3 separate regions of the Mus musculus genome follow, and regions 1 and 3 are each linked to region 2. The links are chromatin contacts, called in public HiChIP or PLAC-seq and promoter capture Hi-C maps. All regions are on one chromosome and are shown on one strand. Each heading gives the region's core, a stretch centred on a gene start, on an enhancer-like site or on the middle of the called end of the contact. The rest is flanking DNA. Distances are from core to core; before and after follow the strand shown. Region 1 holds the start of 9530062K07Rik (RIKEN cDNA 9530062K07 gene). Region 2 holds the start of Depp1 (DEPP1 autophagy regulator). Region 3 has its middle 170 kb from the start of Gm36873.

The links. Promoter capture Hi-C pulls out the DNA fragments that hold promoters and counts their contacts. HiChIP or PLAC-seq counts read pairs in DNA pulled down with a chosen protein or histone mark.
Region 1: a contact with region 2 is called in an H3K27ac HiChIP or PLAC-seq map of embryonic stem cells, with 2.3 times the contacts expected there. The contact joins the promoter of 9530062K07Rik here to the promoter of Depp1 in region 2. A contact is called at or near these places in 8 of 39 promoter capture datasets (the 3T3-L1 cell line, the C10 cell line, embryonic stem cells and 5 more), 1 of 484 Hi-C or Micro-C datasets (nephron progenitors), 4 of 115 datasets of contacts at active chromatin or transcription factors (embryonic stem cells and pancreatic cancer cells) and 2 of 9 other capture datasets (adipose tissue and liver).
Region 3: a contact with region 2 is called in a promoter capture Hi-C map of second pharyngeal arch cranial neural crest, with 4 times the contacts expected there. The contact joins the enhancer-like site here to the promoter of Depp1 in region 2. A contact is called at or near these places in 7 of 39 promoter capture datasets (the 3T3-L1 cell line, frontonasal cranial neural crest, hippocampal neurons and 3 more), 1 of 15 datasets of contacts at CTCF or cohesin (pro-B cells) and 7 of 484 Hi-C or Micro-C datasets (adipose-derived mesenchymal stem cells, cerebral cortex, embryonic fibroblasts and 2 more).

Annotation. Positions count from the first base shown.
Region 1 is chr6:116,206,008-116,210,027 of GRCm38.p6, forward strand. It overlaps 9530062K07Rik (RIKEN cDNA 9530062K07 gene), which reads right to left and starts at 1,986. Exons shown (of 4, transcript NR_131013.1): 1 at 1,895-1,986; 2 at 1,147-1,250. Washc2 (WASH complex subunit 2`) reads left to right here and starts at 2,026. Exons shown (of 31, transcript NM_026585.3): 1 at 2,026-2,120; 2 at 2,200-2,322; 3 at 2,947-3,111. The coding sequence starts at 2,200.
Region 2 is chr6:116,647,939-116,652,065 of GRCm38.p6, forward strand. It overlaps Depp1 (DEPP1 autophagy regulator), which reads left to right and starts at 2,746. Exons shown (of 2, transcript NM_145980.2): 1 at 2,746-2,907; 2 at 3,755-4,127. The coding sequence starts at 3,760. The region is part of intron 3 of Rassf4 (Ras association (RalGDS/AF-6) domain family member 4); the gene reads right to left.
Region 3 is chr6:116,957,636-116,961,771 of GRCm38.p6, forward strand. No RefSeq gene overlaps it. Among named protein-coding and RNA genes, the nearest start is that of Gm36873, 170 kb to the left of the region's middle. Within about 2 kb of position 2,301, at least 26 of the 459 cell types and tissues checked have an H3K27ac peak or open chromatin away from gene starts, as enhancers often do. A contact at or near this core is called in second pharyngeal arch cranial neural crest, where this site is marked.

The DNA of each region.
Region 1 (4,020 bases), core at 736-3,235, 440 kb before region 2:
AAGTTTACCACTATATTTAACCATAACTAGCCCTTAACTCTAACCTTAATCCCTAACCCTTAACCTGATCCTGACCCTCAACCCTAAGCCTAACTATAATTCTAGTTCTGACCCTAACCTTTTTTTTTTTTTTTTTTTTTTTTTGAGATATCATGCCACCATGCAGCTCTGACTGGCCTGGAACTCTCTATGTAGAGAAGTTGGAGCTCAAACTCACAGATAATCTGTCTACCTCTGCCTTTCAAGTATTAGGTCTCAAGGGGTTTGCTTACCTCAAACTGTATTCTAAACTCTATTAAAACTACTCTTAAGCTAACCTTAGTCAAACACCCTTCCCTAACACTAATACTAAGCTAAGACCAGGCTGCCTTCACACAAACATGTATCAGTTTAGATATGCCTCTTCAGGGTTGGGATAAAGAAATTGTGTGCTACCATACCCAGCTGTGTAATGAATATTAAGGCTGCCCTAATCCTAATTAAACCTTCATCTGTTACGCTCACCCTAAGACTAACGCTCTCCTAACCATAATTCACAACTATCTCAGCATTAACCGTAACACTAAATCCTAACTATAACCCTTCCTTTTATGAGTTGCTTCTGAGGTAATTTTTATTATAACAATAGAAAAATAACTAAGACAGCCACCTTAACCCTAACCCCCAAAATAGCACCATAACCACAATGTTAATCATAACCCTAAATCTAATGTCTATCTATAACACCTGCTCACCCTAACAGCAACACAGATACAATCACACTAATGCTACAGAAACCAACCTGAGCCTTTACCCTGGCTTTACTAGTTCACAGCTGACTACTTGCTCATAAGCAGTTAACTCCCCATTCCCTTCTTTCCTCAATCCCTGGCCCCCACCAACCTACTTCCTCTCTCTGGATTGATCCATTCTGGATATTTCATATAAATAGAATAACCTGTGCTCATGTATATGACTGACCTCTTTCAATTGAAGTATTTCTAGGTTAATTCATGCCCTATCATATATCAGCATTTTATTTCTTTTGGTGAATTGCGTGGTTCTACAGCATTTTGTTTATCCATTCGTCACCTGATGGACATTTAGATTGCTTCTGCTTTCTGGGTATGGATCAACACTACAGTGAAAATTCTTGCAGATTTTTACCTGAGCAGGTTTTCATTTGTCTTAGTTGCATACCAAAGAGAAATCTTTAATGAGGTTTCAACGGAGGTGGCCACAAAGCAAAATCTGAAAGTTGGAAAAATAATCTGCACAGGAGAAATGATAAGATCTAAGGTGAGCACTCACCATATACCAGGCACTATCTGTTTTAACACCTATTATCGCTTCTTTTTTATTTTTATTTTTCGAGACAGAGTTTCTCTCTGTGTAGACCAGGCTGGCCTCGAACTCAGAAATCCGCCTGCCTCTGCCTCCCAAGTGCTGGGATTAAAGGTGTGCGCCACCATGCCCGGCTGTATTGCTTCTTTAATATGCAGAAGAAAGCTTATAGAAGAAGCTAAGTAACTTGTTCTCGGGCACACAAAAAGGAAAGATAAGGGGTTATTTCTAAAAGTCAGTCTGGGCAAGACCAACTCAGAAAGGGGTCTGTTCACAAGGAAGTGCTAGTGGACAGCCAGGGGAGCTTTGGATTTCGATTTCTACCCCTCCACCTCCCGGCCTTGAATCTCAGCTGAGGGTTTCAAGAATTTCAAGCGGATCCACATTGAACTGAAACCAAACCGGTTAGCAGATGTACACATTGAGGGTCACTGTGGCCCTGGGCTAGTCTCACATCACATGCATAATCAATAAAGCCGCCGCACATCCAGGAAGTCGTCCTCCGCTCTCCTTCCTCTTCAGCTCCCACCTGGTAGGCCACGGGACTCCTCAGCATGGGCCCCACTGGTACCTTCCGCCTCTTTCGCACTAGCTGGCCGCTTAAACACCTTCTCTCTGGTCAAACCCAATTACCCAGGAGCTACTAACCCATAGCTCCCGATCAGAGGCTGCGCCCCAGGTCACGTGAGGACACCATCACGTGACGTGAACCATGTGATTACCACCGCGCTGGGTGGGCAGTGTAGTAGCCACTCCCGTAGTCACTTTGGAGCTTGCTGAGTGGCGGTGTCATCGTGGTGAGGACGGCGGCCCAGGAGGGCAGGGCTGGATCCTTCGCCCCAGACTCAGCTCTTCTTTTTGTCCTTCTCGCTGTAGATGAACCGGACGAGCCCCGACTCGGAGCGGCCTCCGGCATCCGAGCCGGTGTGGGAACGGCCCTGGTCGGTGGAGGAGATCCGCCGCAGCAGTCAGAACTGGTCTCTGGCGGCTGACGCCGGTGTGAGCGGGGGACCCGGGGCCAAGGGAGGGACAGAGTTGTAGTTACCCCTCCTCGGGGACACGCTTCCTCCAGTATTCAAAGGCGCAATCTCAGACACCGGGGAGGGCGGCCCTGTGGGCTTCTACCCAGCACTCTGCCGCGCAGACGCGGGTTTCCTTCCGTGCAGTGGCTTTTCAACCTTGCCCTCCACGCCATCCTGCTGAGCAGATTCTGTTTCTGCCCTCTCCAAGGACTGCTTTGTCTCTACGGAGGCCCTTCTGTATTAGAACTGGGGCTAAATGGGGCAGCACATATTTTTGAGTAGATCTGCTCACTTCGGGACCTAAGAGCTCAGAACTTTCATACAAGTGGGATTTGGGGTGTTTTGTCACACTATGTGGTCTCTGGAGCGTGACAACCAAACAGGGCTTTAAATCCCTGTAGAAATGTGATACTGGTTTTGTGTTCTGGACAAACTTATCTGATGAGCTTTCTTAATGCTTTCCAGGGTCACCTGACCTTAGATCAACAGTATCATCCCTTTTTCTTAACATAGGGGCAAAAGGGGAGGGGTTTTTTGTTTGTTTGTTTTGCTTTAAATCACATGTAGTGTTGATACTTGTGTATGTTTCTTTTCAAAATAGCTACTACAGTTTCTACAGGAATTCTCACAGCAGACTATCTCCAGGACTCATGAAATCAAGAAGCAGGTGGATGGATTAATTCAGGAGACCAAAGCCACACATTGTCGTCTGCATAATGTGTTCAATGACTTCCTCATGCTGTCTAATACCCAGTTCATTGAGAATGTGAGTTGTTTTATGGTATCTGACTTTCGAATAATCCCTTTTGGGGAGTAAGAACTATTGTCATTTATAATGATAATAAGGTTCTCTTCTAAGTTTTGGTGGATAGATTGGTTCTTGGTAACTGAAGCTCCTTTCTCTGAAATCAGTGTCTTTTATCAGTAAAGTTCATGGGTTTTACAAACCTTTAAAAACATCTAATAATAAGGTTTGCCTCGTGCTGGTTTTTCTGTTTTTAGTTTTGAGGGCAATTACCATTTGAGCAGAGTTGTGTGCCTCTCAAAAAAGCCACTGTGCTCATTCAGTATGGTCAGCTCTAAGCCTGGCTTGGCCTCACGTGCCCCACTTTTGCCTTCAGTCCCTAGAGACTTTATGTAGGTCCATCATGTCTCCCTCAGTTGTGTAAGTGAATGCAGATGTCTGCTTTGCATTTCGTCATCTACAGTTTTCTTTTTCTTCCTTTTCTTTTTTCTCCTTCTGTTTGTTTGAGACAGGGTTTCTCTGTGTAGCCCTGACCGTCCTGGAACTCACTCTGTAGACCAGGCTGGCCCGGAACTTACAGAAATCTACTTGCCTCTGCCTCCCAAGTACTGAGATTTAAGGTGTGGGCCACTACTGTCCCGCCAGCACCAGTTTTTCAATTTGGATGAATATATGACACAGAGTCACCAGTACAAATGCTGCTGGCCTTTAACTAAAGTGTATGTGAATTTTGTTTTCATAGTGAGTTCCTGCAATCTGCTAGGAATACACAGATAAATTATCTTGGTAGAATTACAATAGAAAAGACGCAGGCATGCCTGGAGCCATCTAGCAAAGGGAAAGGAATGTATTGAGAACAGGGGGTGGGGTGGGGGGCTGTGGGGGGAGCTTAGTTCATCTGATCCAAGAATATTTTTCTGAATTAATTTG
Region 2 (4,127 bases), core at 1,496-3,995:
AGGCCAGCATGGAGCTGCTGAGTCAGGTGTCCCCTAGGACACCGCAAGTGTCTGGCAGGCACGTCTACACTGCCGGGAGGAAGCACGAGCGGGGGGAGGCATGCCTGGACACTTGTACTGGGCTAGGCTCCTTGACTCAAAGGGCACTGGGACAGAGAATCCCATAGCCACCAGGCTCTACTGGACATCCTACTGTCTGTGTTCCCTGCCTTGTTTTTCTCTCCACACATCCATCAGTGGCAATGCCAACTGCCTTTTTTTTCCCCTAATGGTGGATGCTGGTTTGCCTAACACTTCTGGGACATTTCCATGGTCTATCATGAGTATTTCATGCTATTTTCATACTGAACCTTCAGCCTTCTCCGACTTCCTTAGGTCTCCAAATGAAAGGACTGCTACTCAACCCACAGTATTCCACCCCACAGGCACCCTCCTGACTCTGGCTCAAACTTCTTCGGTCCTTGGTTCTTTGTCTCTGACGTATTTCCAGCCTCTCTCTCTTCATGGGACTCTCTAGGCTCCCTGTACTCTATGATTACTCCATGAGCAACTGTACTGTCCGGGACCTACCTGAAACCTCTGGCACCACTGAGAGACTCCAGCCTCACTCTCTCATGGCTCTCACCCTATATTTTATTTATTTACATATACGTCTTGGGCCAAGAACATTTAATATAAGAGTCCCACATGTACCCCTATTCTCCCCGTACCTCTTTTCTCTTCTCTTCTCTTTGGGTATTTATTCAGTGATGTTCTACATCCAGTTACCGCTTAAACCGTAACTAATCTCTTTTCATATCTATTTGCCACACAGTTCCCATCTTGGATGGTGGCATGGATAGGCCTACTAACCATGATTCATGATGGCTAACACGCACACTGAAGATGTTTGAGAACACAACGGATGATGGTGATGACGTGGGGTCTAATTAAGAGTTCAGCCAAGCTTCCTAATCCATGGAACAGGAAGCTAAGCAAAGCCTGCGATTAGGTCTCTGCTATGGAGTGATGCTAAGGCATGGTGGTGAAGGGTGTGCTAAGTGAGGTCTGAAGACTCACATACTTAATGGCTACTTAAACGTACAGCACAGGGGATTGCAGTGGGCCTGGTGCTGCCCCGTGGATCTCTAAGATTCATTCATCTGGAAGAACTGGGGTCCCTACTTCTCTTTCTTCCCTACCACTCTTGATAGCCATCTTCCTTCTTTCTGCCTCTATGCATTTGAGTTATTTTGGATTCCACACTACACTTAAGTGAAATCATGCCCCACCCACTGCCCCATGGAGTCTCCTCTCTCTTCATTGTCCTGGAAAGCCCCCGTGAAAACAGGGATGTCATGAGAACCTTCACGTGGGGATGGCCTCACCCCCACTCACAGTGTGGATCTCATGGTCGGCTAACAGTCATGCCTAGTTTCAAACACCTCACTGACCACAGAGAGAAGAGTCTAAGGCTATCAAAACCACACACAGCTTCCTGATACGGCCTCACAGTGTTTGCCTAAACAGTCAGGCAAAAGGCTGGAGTCCTGTGGAATCATTCAGGTGTAAGTTGGGAATTGTCACCTGACTTAAGCATTGTTCAGTATCTCCAATGTCCCCATGCCTTTACCCATGACTCTAATGCTACACTTGGAATGCATAGACACAAGACCAGCAGCTCACCATGCTGCAGGAGGCTAGTGTCTGTCCAGCCCTCATGTATCAGACCTGAACGTACTGTTCCCTCTGTAACTCCTCTTCCTCCCGCTTCTGAGGGTAGGTGAGCAGAGGCGCTGAGGCCTGAGAAACGCAAAGCCGGTTCCTTCCCAGGGCTGTCCATCTTGCCTTCAGCTGCCACTGTGTTGGTATCACCCTTGGAGTCCCCTGGTTTCTCACAGCTGCTGTCATTTGCCCGAGCATGGCATCTGGCAGAAGCCACACTACAGCTCCTTACTCAAACCTATAGTGCCTTGCCCTTGCTTTGGTATCATCTGGCCCACCTGACCTGGACCACCCCCTCTTCTGCTGCTCCACAGCCCTTCGGCGCTCTATTTTGCAGCCATCCTGAGTGCTGAGTCACTGCGCCTGCCCACTGATGACTCCATAATCCTTCTCACTGGGAAACAGGCATCATACGTGGTGATTTGTCCACAGTATTTGCTATGCCATTAGCAGTCACTGGCACATGCCTGGCCAACAACGGGCAAGCAAATTTCTCCTTGAAAGTATCTGAGATGTTATGAGAGAAGTCAGACAGACTGTCAAGCTGCCCCGGCACTTGTGTAAGGTGATGTCCCTCACCCTGCAAGCCTCATGTGTTATCATGATCATAAGTGTAGGCCTGGAACTCAGCAAAACTTAGCACAAGGCTGGCGTGTCACAGGATCACAGGTCCTGGGGTAATCCATAGTAGAAAATACTGTGCTATACCAGACAGGGGTGGAAGCCCATGGGGGTCCTATGGAGGTCCCAGGTTCCAGCAGTCCCCAGGTCCCAGGAACCCCCAGGCTGGCTTTGCTCTCTACCCATAGTAAAGCTGTCTAAGTCAGGTGAGGTGGCTGCCCCACACCTCACCCTACAGTGTAAATATTTCCCAACCTCCTGCAGGCACATACACAAATTCCAGGCTGGCAGCTGGGCCAAGCCCCACCCTCTGTGCTTTCCCCTGAGAACCTTCCAAAGTGCTGTTATTTTGAGCTTTTCCTGACAATGATTGATGACCGGAGGAACCGTGTAAAAGCAGCAGTGTGTGTTGGGTTTGCCAGACCGCACAGGGGAAGAAACCACAGCACATCGTCCTGACTGTCCTCTTCCCAGGGACCAAGAGCTAGAGACCCGGCTGTGACTGCCCGCCTCTGGGGCTTCCTTTAGAGGAGACAGTCTTTACCCATCTAGACTCCTGCCACCCTGACTGCTGACTTACAGGTAAGAAGAGCAGCCACCCTTTGGCTTGACACTTTTAAAACACGGGGCTAGTTTATCTCTGAGAGCATCTCTCATCCCGAGCTTTCACGGCCTGACTACTGGATAGAGAGCAGGGGGGTGGGTACCACCGACCACTATGATAATAAGGTGTTTATACAAGGCCTTTGTGTTTACAGGAGAGCTGTGATGTCAAAGCTATGTCTCCGTGAATTTCCCCATATATCCCTGCCAGTGGGATGTTTATAACCCTATTTTTCAGACAAGTAATTAGAGGTTTAGAGAGGTGACATTGCCAGTCTCTAAGTCATTAAGTGGCAGAGACGAGTTTAAAACCTAGGTGTTCTCTGACCCCACATTAATACCCCCCCCCCCGTTTTCTTACCTGTTCGTTCTTCATTTTAAAATTTTTAATTAATTTATTTTATTTTATATGCATGGATATTTTGCCTACACTAATGTATGTGTGCTACACACATGCCAGTCAGACCCCTGGAACTTGATTTATAGATGGCTAGAGCCACTATGTGTGTGCTAAGAACTGAACTCAGGCTCTCTGCAAGAATAAGTACCCTTACCACTGAGCCCCGACTATCTGGCTATTCTTAAACAACACTAATGATGAAGCCTTAGTGAGCTGGGTACTTTGGTGGTAGCTGGAAGGATGAGTGCGGGTGGGGGCAGGGGGGTGAGCCTTGGTCTCAGATCTGCAGGTTTCTTATTGTTTTCTGGGTACCCGAGCCCCGTGTAGCATCTCCGATGAGGGAGAGGAAGTAGGAGGGTGTCAGGGTGGCATGGCGGGCTCGCCACTGGTTTCCTCTTGGCTAACAGGTTGCTTTTGCTTTATTAGCAGCTATGAGGTCCCGGCTTCTGCTGCCCGTGCCCCATTTGCCAACGATTCGGGAAATGTCAGAAGAGCTGTCACATGGGGCAGCTGGGCAGGAACCCCCAGCGTCCCCCAGCCTGGATGACTACGTCAGGTGTATCTGTCAGCTGGCACAGCCCACCTCAGTGCTGGACAAGGTCACAGCCCAGAGCCGTCCCAACAGACCCTCCCGGCCAGCCTGGACTCGAGAGAAGAGGCGCCAGGCCGAGTCTCCAGGAGACAGCTCTCTTTGCGTCAGCAGCCTGCAGCCCACACTGCCCTCTCCCGGCACTGACAACCCTCTGGACTGGCTCTTTGGGAAGTCACAGGGAGAGCAGGCAGATGGGAGAGGTCGACC
Region 3 (4,136 bases), core at 1,051-3,550, 310 kb after region 2:
TCAGCAGACACAGGAAGAATACTCAGCATCAGAAATTGTCAGCACAATGCTGGTCAAAACCATAAAGAGAAACCACCCAGCCCTAGTAAGAATGGTTGGTTTTTAAAAAGACAAAAGATAGCAAGTCCTGGTAAGGATGTGGGGTGAAAGGAACTCTTACACAGATTGCAGGGACATAAATTGGTACAGAAGTTACAGGAGCAAGAATCAAATATTGGGTGATCTAGAAACTCTTCAATGTGGTGTGATGGTGGTGTCTATATGTGTGTATTTGTGTGTGTATGTGTTTTACGTGTGTGTGTGTGTGTGTGTGTGTGTGTGTGTGTGTGTGTGTGTGTGTGTGCGTGTGTGCGCGCGCGCGTGCGCTCAGAGAAAATGAACATTAGATAACAGACAGACATCTACACTCCCATTTTCATTGAGGATCCATTTACAAAGGCTAAGAAAAAAGAAGTAGCCTGCATGTCTATCAACAGATGACTAGAAAACAAGGTGGTACCTGTGCATCATAAATATTATTCAGCCATAGGGACGAATGAAGCCCTGGATTTATAAAACCACAGATGAAGTGGACACCATTATGTTAAGGGAACCAAGACAAGTGAATCGTGACATGTCACTGGTCTCATTTCTATGAAGCACTTACAAGCGTGGTTCTCAGAGCCTGAGAGGATGCTGTTGTTTACTAGAGACCAGGGGAAGGAGGGGAAGAGAAAGGATACAGGAAAGTTGACTACTGCTTTCTCAGGGAGTTCCTCTTGGTTTCTACTCTGTATCTCCCAGCTCATGCACTCCATTTGGGTCATATGAACATTTAAATTAGTGGTTCTTATCCGGAAGAATGTATGTGAATGGCTTGATCTTAGAAAGGCAGCAATTAAAAGCTTTTGCATTATAATGCCGCATGGCAAGCTCTGGGAGAGAGTCGGATCGCAAAGGATGAAGAACAGAGGAACTCTGGGTGCAAAAGAGCAAGGCTTAGAGCTTAGATAAGTTCATGTTGAGTCCTACGGCTTTGAGGGTTTGGTGAAGGGGAATGTGGCTGAGCTTGCTGTCATCGGTAAACCCCAACGAAGATGCACCTGGAAAAGCCCATCACAGGGCATCTCCAAGGCAGGGGAACGAATGGACAGTGGGCCCATAATCACCCAGTGCCAAGGAAGGAAGGAGAACTGAGCAGGGGTCTCCTGGACTTATTTGTACACCGAATATTATACACAGTGTTTCTCATGTCTCATTATGAGGTTATAAGCTCTGGTGAAAGCCAACCCTCTCTTTGCATCAAGGCATCCTTACTTTAAACACAGCTGTGTACTTTGTAATCAGAGACGGAATTAGTCTCTGAAAACCTAATAGATACAGAATTAGACTCTGAAAACAATCCTGTGTATTTGTAGAATCTTCATAGTTATTCTTCCTTTACACCTGTGACACGTAGGCAGAATGACTTCACGATCAAACACCATGTAAAAACTGAGGTTTGACTCAAATTCAGTTCCCTCACTCAGCCTCCATAAGGAACATAGAAAACACATTCTTCCTATGGACTAGTGTTCAACATTCAGTGTGAGCCTGTGGGCTTGGGTCCCAGCAAGTCCTGATCTCTAAGGTTGGGTCCACCATGTGTTTCTAGCCAACAAGAAGGCACATGATGATCACTTACTCAAAGTGCTCGGGACAGGACCACAGAGGGCTGGCAGCTCTAGTCTTTGCTCTGATTTGGGCCAAGTTTTCAATTTTGTGGAGCTCCCGTTCCCTCCACTGTCACATGAGCTTCCATAATGCCAGTCTGAAGTCCTATGTCTGTTGTGAAGATGGTGAACAGTGAGTGATTCACACAGTGGGGACACAGTAGACACTCACTAATGGCAGTACAGAGGGTTCTTCTGTAACCTGAGGTGAGAGCAAGGGGAATTTTGTCATTTTTTTGTTGGGAAGAAAACAGCTGTACGTTTACAATCGGGCATCTGCAGAGCGTAGCCACTGCGTGCTTTAGTCAAAGAAGCCATTCCTGGGGCTGCGTCTCTGGCCCTGTGCCCCTACCAGGCTACAGAGGGTCATTCGAAGTGAACCCAGGACTGTGAACATGGACACATGCTGGGAGATGTCCTCTGTGGTGAACAAGCCCGTTAGAACGATGAAGCCCATAAGCCCCATTCCACCCACAGCGGTTCATTAGGAACAAAACATGACGAGTTCATTTGAATGGCGGCTAATGGCAAACAGATGTGCTGGCAAAGCAAGGCCAACAAAACGCTGTCTCCAAAAGCGTAGCTATGTCCTGGAAAGCCAGGGTCCTGTTTTCACTTTATGTTTCAGTCCTCCAAGTGCGAGTGAGACAGAGGATGGCTAACAGGAAACAGGGTACGACTTTATGCTTCTGCATACTAACAGGCTCCCAGCAGGATGAAAGTGAGGCCGGTGGAAAGAGAAAAGGGTTAGATAGGACTCAGGAAGCTCATCTAACCTGTGCCTACCCGTGGGATGCTTGGAATAGGTTCTTCCAGAAGGTTTCGCTGTAACACAAGGAGAAGAACGTGAACATTATTTACTGAGCTGGTGTCTAGATGCTGTCAGAAGTTGTATGAACACACATGTGCTTGCATACGCACATGCATAACCAGGCACGCACGTGTGCACCCACAAGCACACAAACAGACACGCACATTTCATAATGTCAGTCACATCTAACAGAGCAGTAGAGTGTTAGCTTTTTGTTTTTATTTCTGACTTTACACTTTTGACAGTGTCCAAAGTCATGTTGAGTGACTGGTGTGAGCGTGAGCGCCACTGGCCTGAGCTGAAGTGGGTATAGATGTTAGTGACACAATAGACACAGATAGAAGATGGTGTGCTCTAAATGCCTCTGGAATCTTCAAAACTTCTGTCTGATTTAATCGGGTGGACTGACATGGGGTGAGACAGAGGCAGCAAGATAGAAACTGCAAGCAAGGGAATAGCAAGTGCTTAAAGTCAGGCACTTCCAAAAAACCAGGAAAGGGTTTGTCAAGCACATACTGTGGATTTGGGGTTTAGCTTAAATAAAACTAAGCTGACTTTGGTACCCATAATCTACCTCATCAAGACTGACGAACATTCTAGGGTTAGAGCCCTTGGTTGGGGGTCACTGGGGCAATCAAAGGAGGAAAAGAAAACACTGACTCTTGGGGAATCCCCATCCCTAGCTATTTTTAACTACGAGGTATATGACTGACCTGGGCCACAAAACTGCCTGTCCTCGTGGCCCAGGGGCCTTGTCAAGAGCTTTTTCCCACATCATAAAGTACATGAATTCTCATTTAGTCTGTATCACATCCCCTTTTTAACATATTAAAAATTGTGGTTATCTCAAAATAGTGTCCTTCTGATTTGGATTAGAAATGTATGTAATCTTTACATAAGGAAAAAGAAAAAAACAGAACCTATAGTAGGGTGTACAAAATATTCAATTCCAAGTGAATTAAAAGCTAAATAAGCAAATTTAAGAGAAAATATTTGGAGCTAAGAAAGGGAGGGAAAATATTTTTTAATTAAGATAATATTTAATTTTGTTTGTATGTATGTGTATTTATATGCATTGCATTCATGCATACATGCGTGTGTGTATTTGTATGTATGTGTGCATGTGTATCTGTGTCAGTACTCATGTGTGTGTGTTCGTGTTCAGAATCCAGAACATGGCATTGGATCCCCTGGAACAGGAGTTACAAGCATATATTAGCCATTAGTGGGTGCTGGGATCTGAACTCGGATCCTCTGGGAAACTAGAAAGCTCTCTTTCCAGCCCAGAAAAGGTTATTTTTTTTTTTTTATTTTTGTAGAAAACTGCAACATTAAAAAGAATATAAAAGAAAATATATTAATTTACCTGTACCTTAGTTAAAAGCAGGTTGCATTTCTGGCTAGGGTCAAGAGAATGATAGCAAAAACAAGCAAAAAACAACAATAGTTATACCTTAAACAGACAGGTCTAAAATTAAACAAAATTATCAACAATGAGCATTTTAGTCTCTGGAGAGTGACTGATGCCAGGCCGTGTTGGCACATGCCTTCAGTCCCAGTAGGGGCAAACAGATCTCTGTGAGTTCAGGACAGCAAAACCCTGTCTCAGGGAGAGGGGGTGGGGGAAGAGGGAG